2 separate regions of the Sus scrofa genome follow, and region 2 is linked to region 1. A link is a contact called in public Hi-C data. All regions are on one chromosome and are shown on one strand. The core of a region is the stretch at or near the end of the contact, and the rest is flanking DNA. Distances in the headings are between cores, read along the strand shown. Region 1 overlaps DSTN (destrin, actin depolymerizing factor). Region 2 has its middle 32 kb from the start of MGME1.

The links. Hi-C and Micro-C count contacts between places; a contact is called where the count stands out from the background.
Region 2: a contact with region 1 is called in a Hi-C map of liver, with 4 times the contacts expected there. The contact joins two enhancer-like sites. A contact is called at or near these places in 3 of 47 Hi-C or Micro-C datasets (all in liver) and 1 of 2 datasets of contacts at active chromatin or transcription factors (skeletal muscle).

Annotation. Positions count from the first base shown.
Region 1 is chr17:26,047,507-26,054,732 of Sscrofa11.1, forward strand. DSTN (destrin, actin depolymerizing factor) reads left to right here. Exons shown (of 4, transcript NM_001004031.1): 4 at 1,623-2,847. The coding sequence ends at 1,732. Among named protein-coding and RNA genes, the nearest start is that of DSTN, 52 kb to the left of the region's middle. Within about 2 kb of position 5,360, at least 26 of the 83 cell types and tissues checked have an H3K27ac peak or open chromatin away from gene starts, as enhancers often do. A contact at or near this core is called in liver, where this site is marked.
Region 2 is chr17:26,345,895-26,352,377 of Sscrofa11.1, forward strand. No RefSeq gene overlaps it. Among named protein-coding and RNA genes, the nearest start is that of MGME1, 32 kb to the right of the region's middle. Within about 2 kb of position 1,932, at least 8 of the 83 cell types and tissues checked have an H3K27ac peak or open chromatin away from gene starts, as enhancers often do. A contact at or near this core is called in liver, where this site is marked.

The DNA.
Region 1 (7,226 bases), core at 4,110-6,609:
CTGAATGTGGATATAACAAAGTTGCAAAAAGGAAACGTTTGTACATGGGAAAGGGCGCTCTTCTCTCTGGCTTTACTTTGGAATGATACGATTTTAGGTTATCGTTCATCTGTGTCAGAGGGGAAGTGGCCTCGCTCCTCGGGCCGACCAGTTCTACTTGACTTGCCCCTGGTGATTAGGATCCTGTGAGATGGCCTGGATGTACTTACTGTCTCCAGCTGGGAGGAAATGTTGGTATGGTGGACAGAGCATGGGGCCAGTGCCCGAAGGCCTGTGCTGAGGGCTAAGCTTGTCATCCAACTGCTGTGTGACCTTGGCCCAAACCACTTAACCTCCATGGGGATGGACCCTAAGATGCCACCCTCACCGTCCTGCTGTGGCTAGCTCCAAACAGCCGGAAGGGCCAGGGTCACAAGGACTTGGCCTAGTGTCGTTTTCATTTTGTATGTTTTACGGTGACTGATTTTTATCCTCTGGTAGTAGATGAGGTTTGCCCTAGCTTGTTTTACTTAGGGAAACAGTTCTCCCTTCCTTCTGTGGCATCGTTCAGTCCTTGTCAGGTTCTGCAAGTGCTAGGTTTGATGTTGGGCTGTCCCCTCGAAGTGCGTTCACTGGCTGGGGAACTGCTGTTTCAGTGTGACCCTTTAGCTTCAGCACTTCCACCGTGCTCCCTGAGGCGATTCCTCCTCCTCCTCCCTGCTCTGCCTCGCCTTTCAATAAAGGAGCTGCTCCAGAGACTTGATCCGGTGGCATGAAAGGTGGTCTCCCTGGTGCCTTTTTTCCTAGTGAGACCATCACTAGCTTTCTCCAGATGGTCCTGAGTGGTCTACAAGCTGACCTGTATGCTCTCAGCAGCTTAAGAAATGGTCTTAAAATTATGGAAAATCAGAAAGGACTGCAGCTGTTTAAAAGAGAACAGCTGTTTACAGAGAACCTACTGTATATAATTCCATAAAGCTCCTTGTGCAGTGGGGTGATGTAATTTTTCTGAGAAAGGGAATCAGTAACACATTTTACATAGATTTCATTGTGATGGATTTCTTAAAGTGTATTGTAGGGTACTGCTGGAGAGCTGTTTTCCAGAGCAGAAGCAATCCCATTTGTAAGGACTGTTAGTCCTCAATACAGTCGACTAAATCAGCTGTACAATCAAAACATCAAATTCATATTTTTACTTATATTTCCAAAACCAAGAAAAATTACTAGACCTGCTTTTTAACTTTTTGATGAAGTATGGCATGTTCTACAATACATGAGTTATTGTAGAACTTGAATTTTCACAAGCTGTATGTAGTGCTTGTTTCCTGATTTATGCCCAGTATCCCCGAAATCTCACTCATGCCCCCTTCTTCCCACCACTCCCTTCCTACTTCTTCCTCTGCAGGGTTAGCAATACCTTGGCTTCTAACACCGTAAAGTAGCTTTGGCTGACTTTGTGTTATACACATGGAAATATTTAGAACATATGCTAATACGTCTGGTTTCTTTTGGTATTACTTTGTGGGAGTTGTGTTGAAGCATGTGGTTACAGATTCATTTATTCTCATTACTGTTTGATATCTTAGAGAATTAGGTAAGCTACTGCTATAATTCTAAATAGAATTGTTGTTTTTCTTCCCTAGGCATAAAACATGAATGTCAAGCAAATGGGCCAGAAGACCTCAATCGGGCTTGTATTGCTGAAAAGCTAGGTGGATCCTTAATTGTAGCCTTTGAAGGATGCCCTGTGTAGATGATCATTCAGTGCCACAGATCGAAAGCTTCCGTGTTCAATGTTATCCTCTTGCTATATAAGTAAAGCAAACACTGAGGCCAGGGACTCACTGAGGGGAGCTGTCTTGTCATTTGTTAGAGTAAACTAACTATTCTATGAACATGTGCACATGGCCCTAAATCAATCTAAACTCTACTTTTTTTGGGGGTGTGTGTGAAAGTCTTATTGGCCAAAATATCTATTTTGATGAGTCTGCTTGTAGAGATTTTTGTTAAGCTCATGATTTTTAATCGTTTCAACGTGTGGTTCATTAAACAATGCAAGGCCATATGAAGAGAATTATTGCATCTTTGTTAACTTCAGCAGTTACTTTGTTTCTTTTGCTTAGAGAATTGGTCATAATCAGTTATATTGGTCATATAATTTTGGCCCAAATTCTTGAGTCTCTGCTGAGCTAACCTGAATAATGGAAAATAATTCTACTCACAACAGGTAACAGCACTAATATGCTAACTACAGTAAGATTAAATCAGGCCAGATTCTACCAGACGTGGATACTGCCTCCAAAACTGTGTGCACTTAGAACCAGCGCTGAGCTTGCAAAGCACTATTTCAAGCACGTAGTTGAAACACAGCAAACAGCTCCTGCACTTGAAGTGAGCTGCTTGCTCACTAGTCAGAAGGCTGTACAGAGAGTGACCTTGCATCTTGGAAATCAGAACATGTACTGTCTTGTACCAACTAATTAGAGTACAAATTAGGGCTCCGTTGTAATATGCTTTATTAGTGGAAATGGTAAGATGGTATATCAACAAGCTGGGTACCTATGCTATCTTTAATTTATCTCCTTTGGAACTGTGTTGCTTCTGGTACAGTAAGGTGTAGAAGAACATTCTGTTTACTCTGGGGCCTGGGAGAACCTCTTTACCTTCCTAGAGCAGTTTGCCGACTGTATGTGATACGGGGACCAGCTATGACGGCAGCATCCACAGGAAGCCACTGCCTGATGACACTTGGAAGTGATTGTCTTTAACATCACAGGCATAACACTCTGAACAGTATAGAGATGCACCAACAGTTGAATTTAGAAGTAGCAGTACTGGCTTTACGTAATAAAGGAAGCATTTTAACTTATCTCTTGTGTAATTATTCATGCGTGAATTGGGGATAAAGGGTTTTGCTTTCTGTGTATGGGGGTAGGTATGGAGATTTGGGTATTTCAGACAGAGTTAAGGTCACAGCTCCCTCCTCTGATTGCATGAAAAAGTTGGTGTAAAAGTTGGGAATTTGTCTCTTAAACATTAATGTTTCTTTTCTCTTAATGTTTCTCTTAAACATTAAGAGTTTATCCAAATGTCAGACCTCTTTTTTTTTTTTTTTTTTTTTTTTTTTTTTTTTTTTTGCCTCCTCTCTAATTTATTTGGGAGGCAGAAAAATATTATGGTTTGATCAAATTACTTTCAAAATTATCTTGAAAATAGTGCTGGCTACCAGTTTACCCATAAGCTACTGGTCATTCTTTCATCCTGAATTTATTTTCTCTACTGCAATGGAATGCTTTTAGTGAATGTGTTAACAGGCCCTGGGGAGGCATTGAGGGCCCAAGACTGCCCTTAAGAAACAGTCTGTAGATAGAGCCAGGAATTGTAGAAGAAGAAAGTCTTTTCTGTGGTTTCAGCTTGTGACATGTGACACCACTTGTATAACCACCGCTCCATGTGCAGGTATGGAGGGTGGGGAGGAAGGTGGGCTATGGGGAGGCTTGTGAACAGTGCACAGGGGTGTGATGTAAGATCAGCTGCTCCCAGCACTCCACTCGACTCCAGAAGTTGGGAAATGCTAACAGTTACTTATATCTCTATCTAGGGGCACTTTTGAGAGAGTCTTTTTGGATTCCTGAGGTTAGGGCCCAAGGATTCTGCTGACAGACTCCAGGTAAATCTGATGCAAAATTACAGAGTTTTTGTAATGGCTCAGCGGGTTAAGAACCTGATTAGTATTCACGAGGATCCTCGCCCAGTTGGTTAAGGATCTGGCGTTGCTGCAAGGTGTGGCATAGGTCGCACGTGTAGCTTGGATCCTGCATTGCTGTGGCTGTGGTGTAGGCTAGGGCTGCAGCTCCAATTCACCCCCTCGCCTGGGAACTTCCATATGCTCTAGGTTTGGCCCTTAAAAAGTTTTGAACTGGAGTTCCCGTCGTGGCACAGTGGTTAACGAATCTGACTGGGAAACATGAGGTTGCGGGTTAGGTCCCTGCCCTTGCTCAGTGGGTTGACGATCTGGCGTTTCCGTGAGCTGTGGTGTAGGTTGCAGACGTGGCTCGGATCCCGAGTTACTGTGGCTCTGGCGTAGGCCAGTGGCTACAGCTCCGATTGGACCCCTAGCCTGGGAACCTCCATGTGCCGCGGGAGCGGCCCAAATAAATAGCAAAAAGACCCCCCCAAAAAAAAAGTTTTGACCTTTTAGCTTGACATTAGTGAGGAATAAAAATACAAGTACACTCTGCTTTCAGCACATTTACACCTTTCACTAGTGTTAACACATTGCAAAAGTGTGTTTGTGGAAAGCTGACTTAAGGTTCATGTAATGATTACTCTTGCGTTCTGAGGAAAAAGCAAACAAAGCCAATGCTAACAAGTTCAGAGCTTGACTACAAAGTTTGTTATTTCAGAAAATATTAATCGCTGAGCAAACAGTGAACATAGTGACTCCAATAGTAAGACCAGGCTTAGTTGGGTGGTTTCCTTTTTCAGAACTCCTCAGTGCTGGCGGGTCCATGCTGGAAGTGTAGCTTCTGTTTCTTCACCAGTTCATGCCTTTTGCACTGACAGACGGATATGCCCAAGGACACAGCACTTGTCATGGTTTAAGGCATTTGTGACATGGGGGAACAGTCTCCAGTCCCAGCCAGGGGAGAAGGGTCACTGCATAGTGGCTGGCAGGGCCTGGGAGGGAGCCTGTAGCCAGCCCAGAGAGGTAAAGTAACTTGCTTAGGGACAGCACAGCTGGATAGTTCAGGTCTCCTTTTCTGGTCCTAAGCTATTTTCATCATGTCCCTGGCAAGTTCTTCATTTCTAACATCTGGAATTGAGTCATTTTGTTTGATTTGGGGAGGGGAGGGAATCGTTCTTTTGGGCTTTGAGTCCTATTAGACCTTCCCCTCTGAGGAAGCTCTTGGGAAGGAGGCATTTGCGGAGTGTCTTGTGTTTTTGCTGCCTACAGGCCAGGCATCCCAGTGGCGTTTGTGCATTTTATTGACCATCATTCAGAGATGACCAGAGGAAGCTAGTCCAAAAAGCTGGCGCCAGCACCGTGGGCCCCATTGATGAGCCCCATGACCCTGCAGCCTCAGGTCAGCCCCTGGAGCCTCTGCAGGGAGGGGTTTACACTAGATGTTTTCAGAAGACTCCCAGCGCTGCCCTGGGTCTGGTTGCAGTCCGGCCTGGGCGGTTGGTCCCCAGGGACTGCAGAGGGAGTTCTGTGCCATATGCAGGACTAGGACCTGTGAATGGCCAGACTGGCAGGCCAGGCTCCTGGGGAACACCAGGGGGCCCCCTCAGCCTCTTGCGCAGGGTCTGTTAAGGGTGACTCCCTCCCCTCCTTGATCTCTCCCCCTCCCCCAGTCTGAGGCTGGAACTCAGCCAGCAGGCTCCTGGCATGCTCACGCTCCCCCTGCTGGCACGGAGCGGCCACTGCTGGGTCTCAGGACAGCTGAGGCGGTGCTGGTGGGGAATGGATGGAGGAAGGGCTTCACCTGGAGCTGCAGGAGCCCCAGGTTCACCCTGCCCAGTGGCCTCCTGTCTTCCTTCCTGTGCTTTTTTCTCCCCAGGTGTCCCCCTTTCCTGTGCCTTCAGGGGGGGCATCTGCCCAGCATAAGGGTTCTCTGTCCTGCAGCCACTGGGGCAGGGGAGCTTCCTGGAAATGCTGGTGCCACTGATGGCGGTCCTGGCTCAGGAACAAGGCTAGCCTGTTTCCCACCAGGGATGACTCCAAGCCCCTGACCTTACGTGAAGCTCCCCGTGAGCGGGAGGATGAGCTGTGTGTCCCTACCCGACACACAGGGCACACGGGAGTGTGGTGTGAGGGGCCATGGTGCATGGCTGCCACACACTTGAAACCCCTTTCCCTCCAGCGGACGCCCAGGCCTCCCGATGCTGGGTCAGCATTAAAGGCAGGCTTGAAGCCTGCTGTGCCTTTTGCCAGGTGAGCTCTCCCTTCTGTGGGGATTCCTTTGCAGGATGAGGAGAAACTCCCCTCCCATGGGGACTGGAAGATGTCACATGAGAACCAAGCATGGGGCTGGGCATGTGGTGGGTGTCAGCAGTTATGGGTCATTTCCATAACTTCTGACACCATAACTTATATAACTTCTGACACTTTACTTTCCATCTGTCAGAAACCGTGGCCTAGAGCCCACGTCCTGCAGGCTCCTTGACCAGAGAATCTAGAACAGTTACAAGTTTCTCCCCTTGCTTAAAAACCTCAGTGGCCCCTGCAGCTTGCCCCCTTTGCCTTCATAACCTGGCTCCACGAAGTCTTCCTGCCTTACCCCCCGAGCCCCTGGCAGCTCTTTACCTCTGCACCTCTGTTCCCTGGGCCTGGATCCCTTCTCCCCGCCTGACAAACATCTGCTTAGCTCCAGCTTATGCTCATATCTCTGAGGAGACTTCCCAGAATTTCCAGCGCCCTGATCCCAACAGTCACAACACACAAGAGTCACAACGGCAGACAGGTGGTCCCTGAAAGCCAGGACCAGGTCTTGGTCATGCAGACTGAGGTCAGCACTGCCCGGCCCCAGGCAGCGGCTGGCATGTGGAGCCGCTGGTGGCTACAGGACACACTGCACCATGATGCTTCACTTTTGCGACAACCACCCCAGAGAGGCGTCAAACCCACATTCGACAGCCCCAGGCAGGTGGTGAGACCTCAGTTCTCAGGCACCCTCCCGTGGGCACCCCCACCCTTGTATCTGGCTACACTTGCTGTCAGGGCCTTGGTCCCCCCAGCCAAAGTTCAGCCCCTTCAGCGCCTGTCTCCCAAGATTCTGAGTCTTGGGACTGAGCTGAAAGTAGGATTGGCTGTGCCGCCAAGACCCGTGACTGCTACAAGCTCCTGTGACCCCACCTCTAAATCCATTTGTTTGAGCTTCAGGTTCCCTACAAAGCCCTCCCCCCCCCAACACATCATAACCAAAGATTCTCTGGGGTCACAGGAAGTTAAGGTGGCAGCCCTCCTGCATTGTGGACGTCTGCCAGGGTTGCAGCCAGAAGGACGGAACTCCTGGTTCATGCCCAGAACTCACCTCACAGCCTAGGGCACCCCACAGCCTCTCTAGGTAATCTCAGCTCTTGGGGGGTGGGGACTGTGGTCACTGCATGAAGTCATCTAGCATCACAGGTCCCACTCCCTCATCCTGCCCTGTGGGCATGGGGACCTGGGTGACATGACAGGAAAGGCACCGGGGACCAGGAGCCATACTTGTTGGCTCCCCTGGTTCCTCGACCCGGCTCAG
Region 2 (6,483 bases), core at 682-3,181, 290 kb after region 1:
TTTAATACAAAGCTAACAGCAGGGCCCTTAAACCTTGGTGGGGCAGGGGCACACCCTCTACAGGGAAAGCTTCAGAGACTAAGGGAGAGGGGCAAAGGCGGGGGGCCCCTTAGGGCAACTGCCACCTGCACCTCAACCTCTCTCCACGTCCCCCAACCCTAGGCACCTCAGGGGATCAGGGTAATTTAGGAGGAAAACTTGACTTGGAGTTCATAGGTGAGTGCTCACATTTGCCGTGGTCCAGGATCTTCCAGAGTGGACTTGGGCACAATGTTGTATCTGGCAGGTGGCCCGGGAAGCCCAGGAGGGGGTATGGAGGTGAGCCAGGTCTGAGACTGTGGACCCACCTCCAACCCTTCCTACAGAGGGGAGAGGACCCTCCAGCTCCTGCCCCTCTCCCATGCCCCAGGACATAGGGCCAGCCTGTATGTGCAGGAAGAGTGTCAGGTGACCTTGGTGGCCAGGTTTAACCCAGGATACCTGCAGTGCCCTGGGGGAGAGAGGTCACAGAGTAGCTCCCCAAGGCTGTGTCAGCAGAGGAGATGGGCAGGTGGAGGACTCCTATGGTTGACCCTCCACCTTCAGGCTGGGCACTGGACTTTCTGGGTCCACCTGGCTAAGGGGCTATGCCTGCAAAGGCAGCTGTATGAGAGCAGTGTCCACAGAGGGCAGTTCCACAATCCAGGGAGCAGGGTCAAGCCCTCTGCGGGAGCAGACTGCCCAGCCATAGAAATCCACAGCCTGTGACCTCCAGCTGCCCTGTGAACACTTGAGATATGGACTCTGGCAGAGATGGAATTCCTAGAATAAGCCCCGCAAGTAAATGGCTCCAAAGCAGAGGAGCAAACAGCCCTGACTGGGAGTCTGACGAGTGCATGGCCCTCAGTCAGGAACCAATAATAGGACATCACTTTTATTCGCACTGACTATATACGGGCTTCTTTCTAAAGGCTTTGGTGGACCACCTCCCTTGGTCCTCACAGCCCCTTGAACTAGTCTGAGAGGTTATCCTCGTCCTAAAGGAGACTGATATTCCAAATGCCTCTTGGATGCACAGAGGGGGCCAAAAAGTTACCTGTCTGGACCCTCCTGTTGTGTTCAGAGCAAACCTCCTCCCCCAGTGCAAATGTGTGAGCTGCAGGAGGGAGGCAGAAACCAACACCCGCAAGGACTGAATGTCTGGAAAACATGACTAAGTTCCCACCCACAGGAGACACAGTCCAGGAGGAGAAACAAGACCTGGAGGAAAACAAGCAAGAAAAATTAAACCCCAACACCAGGCAGTGACTCGAGAGAGGCTGCCACCAGAGCATCTAGCTGGGGCCCCAGATGTCCTGCTCCTGCTCTATTACCAGTTCTGTGAAGTTTCTAAAAAGTGTCTGAAAAAGTACTTAGAATGGGACCTGGTGGATGGAAGGGGCTATTGCTTCCTACTCTATTTGCCAACAGGTTTTCCACCCCTTGCAGGGCTCTGCAAACAATTGTGCCCCTCCCGCCCCCAAACAGGAAAGCAGCCCCTTTCATCAAGGCTGGGAGGGGCCTCCTACTGGAAACAGGACCCCCAGGTCTTGGGAAACTGCTGAGAAGACAATAAAATTAGAGGGAAGGGCAGTGAGCAAATTACAGAGCGGGAATGGGCGGGGCCAGAAGCCTCTCATTAGCCTGGTTCTCTGTGGTCAAAGCACAGGCCCTGGGGGAGGGATTACCTACCTCCTGGGGGACAGAGGGCCCCTCCAAAGCTCAGGGGGCTCCAGCTCCAGCCTCAACCTTCTGGGAAGACCCTGTCCCCTCCTGGCTGAGCCTGAGCCTGATTTTCCTCATCTGTAAAATGGGGCTGATGAGACCCCTGGCTCACAGGCAATGACCAGGATTCATCCAAACAGTACTTCTAACCCTGGGTGATATTGTGAAATACCAACATTTGGGCTATAGCCCAGTAACAGCAGGTTGAAGCTAGGTCATGCCTGGAAAACGGCTAATTTGGTTCATGGCACCCACACTGAGATGGCTGTTTTGGGGGTCACTCTCCTAGAACATGAAGCTATTTGATGACAATGACTGACAGAGTGTTGACTAAAGACAGAAAGAGGCTTGTGAAGATTTGTTAGAGAGTTAAAGCGGAAAATCACGGGGTTCCTGTCGTGGCTCAGTGGTTAATGAATCCAACTAGGAACCATGAGGTTGCGGGTTTGATCGCTGACCTTGCTCAGTGGGTTAACGATCCGGTGTTGCCATGACCTGTGGTGTAGGTCGCAGACTCAGCTCAGATCCCGAGTTGCTGTGGCTCTGGTGTAGAGTGGTGGCTACAACTCCGATTAGACCCCTAGCCTGGGAACCTCCATATGCCATGGGAGCAGCCCTAGAAAAGGCAAAAAGACCAAAAAAAGGTGGGGGGGGAGTAGATCAGGAATTAAATTGGGTGGCAAGGGAGGGAGTGAAATCTCACCTCACTGAAAGGCGAGATTTGAGCAAAGATTGGAAACAGGTGAGGGGAAGAGCCAATGGCATGAAGGACATTCCAAGACAGGGAGCAAAGGGGCTGAGGCAGAAGTGAGCTTGGGGTCCTGAGGGGCTCCAGCTCCTACTGAGTTACAAACCACCATCTTATGTGCTCTGGAATTCTGTGGGTCAAGGACTTCAGGTCTACAGGGAATGGCTCCTGTGACTTAACACTTGGGGCTTCAGCTGGGGGACCATGACTGTCTTGGGGTGACAATGACTGGACCTGGCACTCTCTCTAGATTGTGCTGTCCAATACAGCAGTCACCAGGGGTGGGTGGCTATTTAATTAAAACCTTTGAAAACTGAAAATTCTATTTCCTCAGTTGCACTAGCCACATTCCAGACTTAGCAAATAAAAATGCAGTAAATTTGGATATCAGAAAAACAATTGTTTTGTTAAAAGCACATCCCAAAGATTGCATAAGACATATACTAGTTAATTTCAGATTCATATTTGACAGGGGCTTCTGCTGTTTCTTTTAAACCCTAGCAGACACATGACTATTGGCCACTGTACTGGACAGAACATTTCCATCACAAAGTTCTACGGGTTACTGCTGCTCTGGAGATTTCTTCATTCACTTGTCTGGTTCCTGGGCTGGGGTGACTTGGAGGTGGGGCTTAGCTGGGACCCTGGACCTCTGCTATACCTGGCTTGTCTTCTCCCAGCATGGCAGCTGGAGAGAGAGACTCGAGATGGGAGGAAACAGAAAGAAAGGGTTTGAAAGAAAACAGAAAGAAAGGGTTCCTCTGATCTATACTGGAAACCCGCCCCCCACCCCTTGTCACTCTGCCCCATTCTACAGATTAGAAATGTGTCACTCAAGCCAGCCCAGGTTCAAGGGGGAGGAGAGTCCCAGGCTGAGCAGTCACGTTACAGAAGCACGCATGGGATATGGGTACATTGGGAAAATAAAACCTCGAAGTGGGTGGGGGCTTGCAGTTGCTAGAGACTTGGGCCTTTATGTTGCATAAGATGGATCACAGAAAAAGAATGTGTGTGTGTGTGTGTGTACACGACTATATGACTGGCTCACTTTGCTGCTCAGCAGAAATTGACAGAACATTGTCAATCAACTGTAAAAAAGTAATAAAAAATCTTTTTAAAAAATGGCACCATTGAAGAATTTTTTTGTAGATTAAAAAAAAAAAATCAGCATATGAGACTTAGATTTTAAAACGAGCCAAGGGAAGGAGTGAAAGCTTGTCCAAGGCAGGGCCAGGGTGCACTGAGGCAGCCAGTGCTGGTGATGCAAAGGATCCCTGTCCAGCCTGGCCTCTGCCCACCTCCTCACAGCAAGACCCTCATGACAGCACCTCACACTGGCCTGTCTCCAGTGAGACAAGCGATTTGCAGCCAGTGTAATCAGCAGGGGGGCAGGAGCCCTGCAGACACAAAGACTTTTGTATAGAAAAACATTCATGGGAACCCCATAGGCTTCACAGCAGGCGTTTTCCTCTCAAATGCCCAGACTGGAGATTTCCTGTCTTCTAGGTCGTCCTAGGGCAGCTAGCAGCTTCCTGAGCAGATTCCTGGAAGAACAGGCTCTACTCATGGCTGACTACAGACACTCCACTGACTGCCTCTCCCCTGGCCCCTGGACATCCTCTTCCTTTGTTCTTCCTCCTGCCACTTTTTCTGCCCCCCCGCCCCAAATCTATGCCGCCTGCTTGACAAAAGAGTTTGGGGACACAATCAACCCCTAAGGATCAGGGAGGCCCTGGCCACTGTGGGTGGAACCAGCTGGAATCCAAGGCTGCCTTGCCCTCAAGTGATCCACTCAGCTGCTTTGCAGAAACCTCCCTTCTCCTGGTGGACAGGCCAGCAGGGAAGTTGGGAGTTTCATCCCCAGGTCCAATTACCAAAATGGAGTTCCCATCGTGGGCCAGTGGTTAACAAACCTGACCAATATCCATGAGGACACAGGTTCAATCCCTGGCCTCACTCAGTGGGTTAAGGATCTGGCGTTGCTGTGGCTGTGGTGCAGGCCAGCAGCTCCAGCTGTGACTCAACCCCTAGCTTGAGAATTACCAAATATCAGGCCTGATTCTGGAGTCATTGGAACTGGCCTTAATACCCAGCAGCAGTTTTTATTTGCTGTTCCAGAACCTTGCCTTGTCTTATATTATCTGAAGCAGAAACAGTCCCCTCCTGTGATAATTTTTTGGCCACACACATGGCATGTGGAAGTTCCCAGGCCTGGGATCAAATCTGTGCCACAGCAGTAACTTAAGCTGCTGATGACACTGGATCCTTAACCCACTGCACCACAGGGAACTCCCTTCTCCTGGGTGGAGGGGACATGGCGAGGAACAGCAACATGACCTCCATTCCATCTTTAAACTCCACTAAAATGTCGGGAAAAGGGTCTGCACAGTAACAATCTAAAACAAGGACAGTCATAAACAGTTGCCGAAACAGAAGCAGCCAGGCCAGTGTTCCACTACATAATCTTTGCAACAAGCTTCAGCTTCAGCAGAACCACTATCCTGACCGCCCAGGTCCCTCCCCTTTTGACTGATGCTAAAAATCCTCCTTTAGACAAGAAAGGGTGCACCAGATGAGTTAATCCAAGAGCTGCAAAGGCTACCATCAGAAATAAAATTGGCTGTGGGCTAGGATTATGGATACTCCTCTTCCTGGAGTCTTTCAAGATTACACATCTCACAATTTAACAAGCTTTAAAAGTTTCATTAAGCATGTAAGTAAAGCACGAAAGTTTAAGACCCAATTAAAATCAAAATCCTTCTAAAATGGCTCTGTTAAATCATTTACAGTCTAACAAACGGCACTTTCACAGGACAGGAAGACTGCTGGAGGAAGGGTCACGACACCCTCACTTCCTCCCTGTTTCCCTCCAGGGGGTCCTGCAAAAGGTGTTCAAGCCTCTGGACCATGGAGACCATTCCAAAAAAAGAAGATAGTCAACAGTTCAGAACCTCCTAAAGAAATCCTCACTATGGCATCATTTTCTTTTCTTTTTTATTTGTCTTTTTGCCATTTCTTGGGCCTCTCCTGAGGCATATGGAGGTTCCCAGGCTAGGGGTCGAATTGGAGCTGTAGCCACCAGCCTACACCAGAGCCACAGCAACGTGGGATCCGAGCCATGTCTGCAACCTACATCACAGCTCACGGCAACGCTGGATCCTTAACCCACTGAGCAAGGGCAGGGATCGAACCCACAACCTCAAGGTTCCTAGTCGGATTCGTTAACCACTGAGCCACAACGGGAACTCCTGGCATCATTTTCTGTAAAATACAGTACACAAAAATGGGGGGGGGATGGTCTAGAAACAGTGATTTTTAAGGGGTATGGTTAAAGGGTTTTTACTTCCTAGTTTATACTGCTTGTACTCCTTTCCAATAGTCAGAAACAAAGATCAGAAATAGAAAACAAATGCTTTTTGAATAGTGACAAATTAAGCCTCCAATAAGGAATCACTGTGCTCTGCATACCCAGGGGCAAGGGGCGCTGAGTATGTGTTGAGGGGGGTGGGAAACAGGTATGGGGAGGCGCCCCAGGACCTCTCAGCACCCAGCTGTGCCTTAAGTTCAGGAGCCCCTGTCCAGAAGCAGAGTTCCCTGCCTTCCTCCTGGCACATGTCACATGGTTGAGCTCTGTATCCATTACCTCACAGCTGTTTGACAACAGGAGGAGCAGCCTCAGCAATAATGGTTTTATCTAGGGCCACCAGGAATGAGGCCCACATGAATCCAGGAGAGGACTGCTGGGCTAAGATACCGTCTGGAACTTGAAATCTTGGATCCCATGACATTCTTCTTCCTGCTACAAGATGATCCTCTGAGCACCTCTGCAGGAACACCAGGCTTCCCCCTCAGTCACACCCAAAGAGGTTCCATAAGCTGAGGGCAGACAGCTGTCCTAGGTGTCTCTGCCCCCTACAGGTGGAAGGCTGATGGTGCAAGGCTAATACTCCCTAGTCTGCAGAAACAGCTTTCAGATAGAAACCACCTCTTAA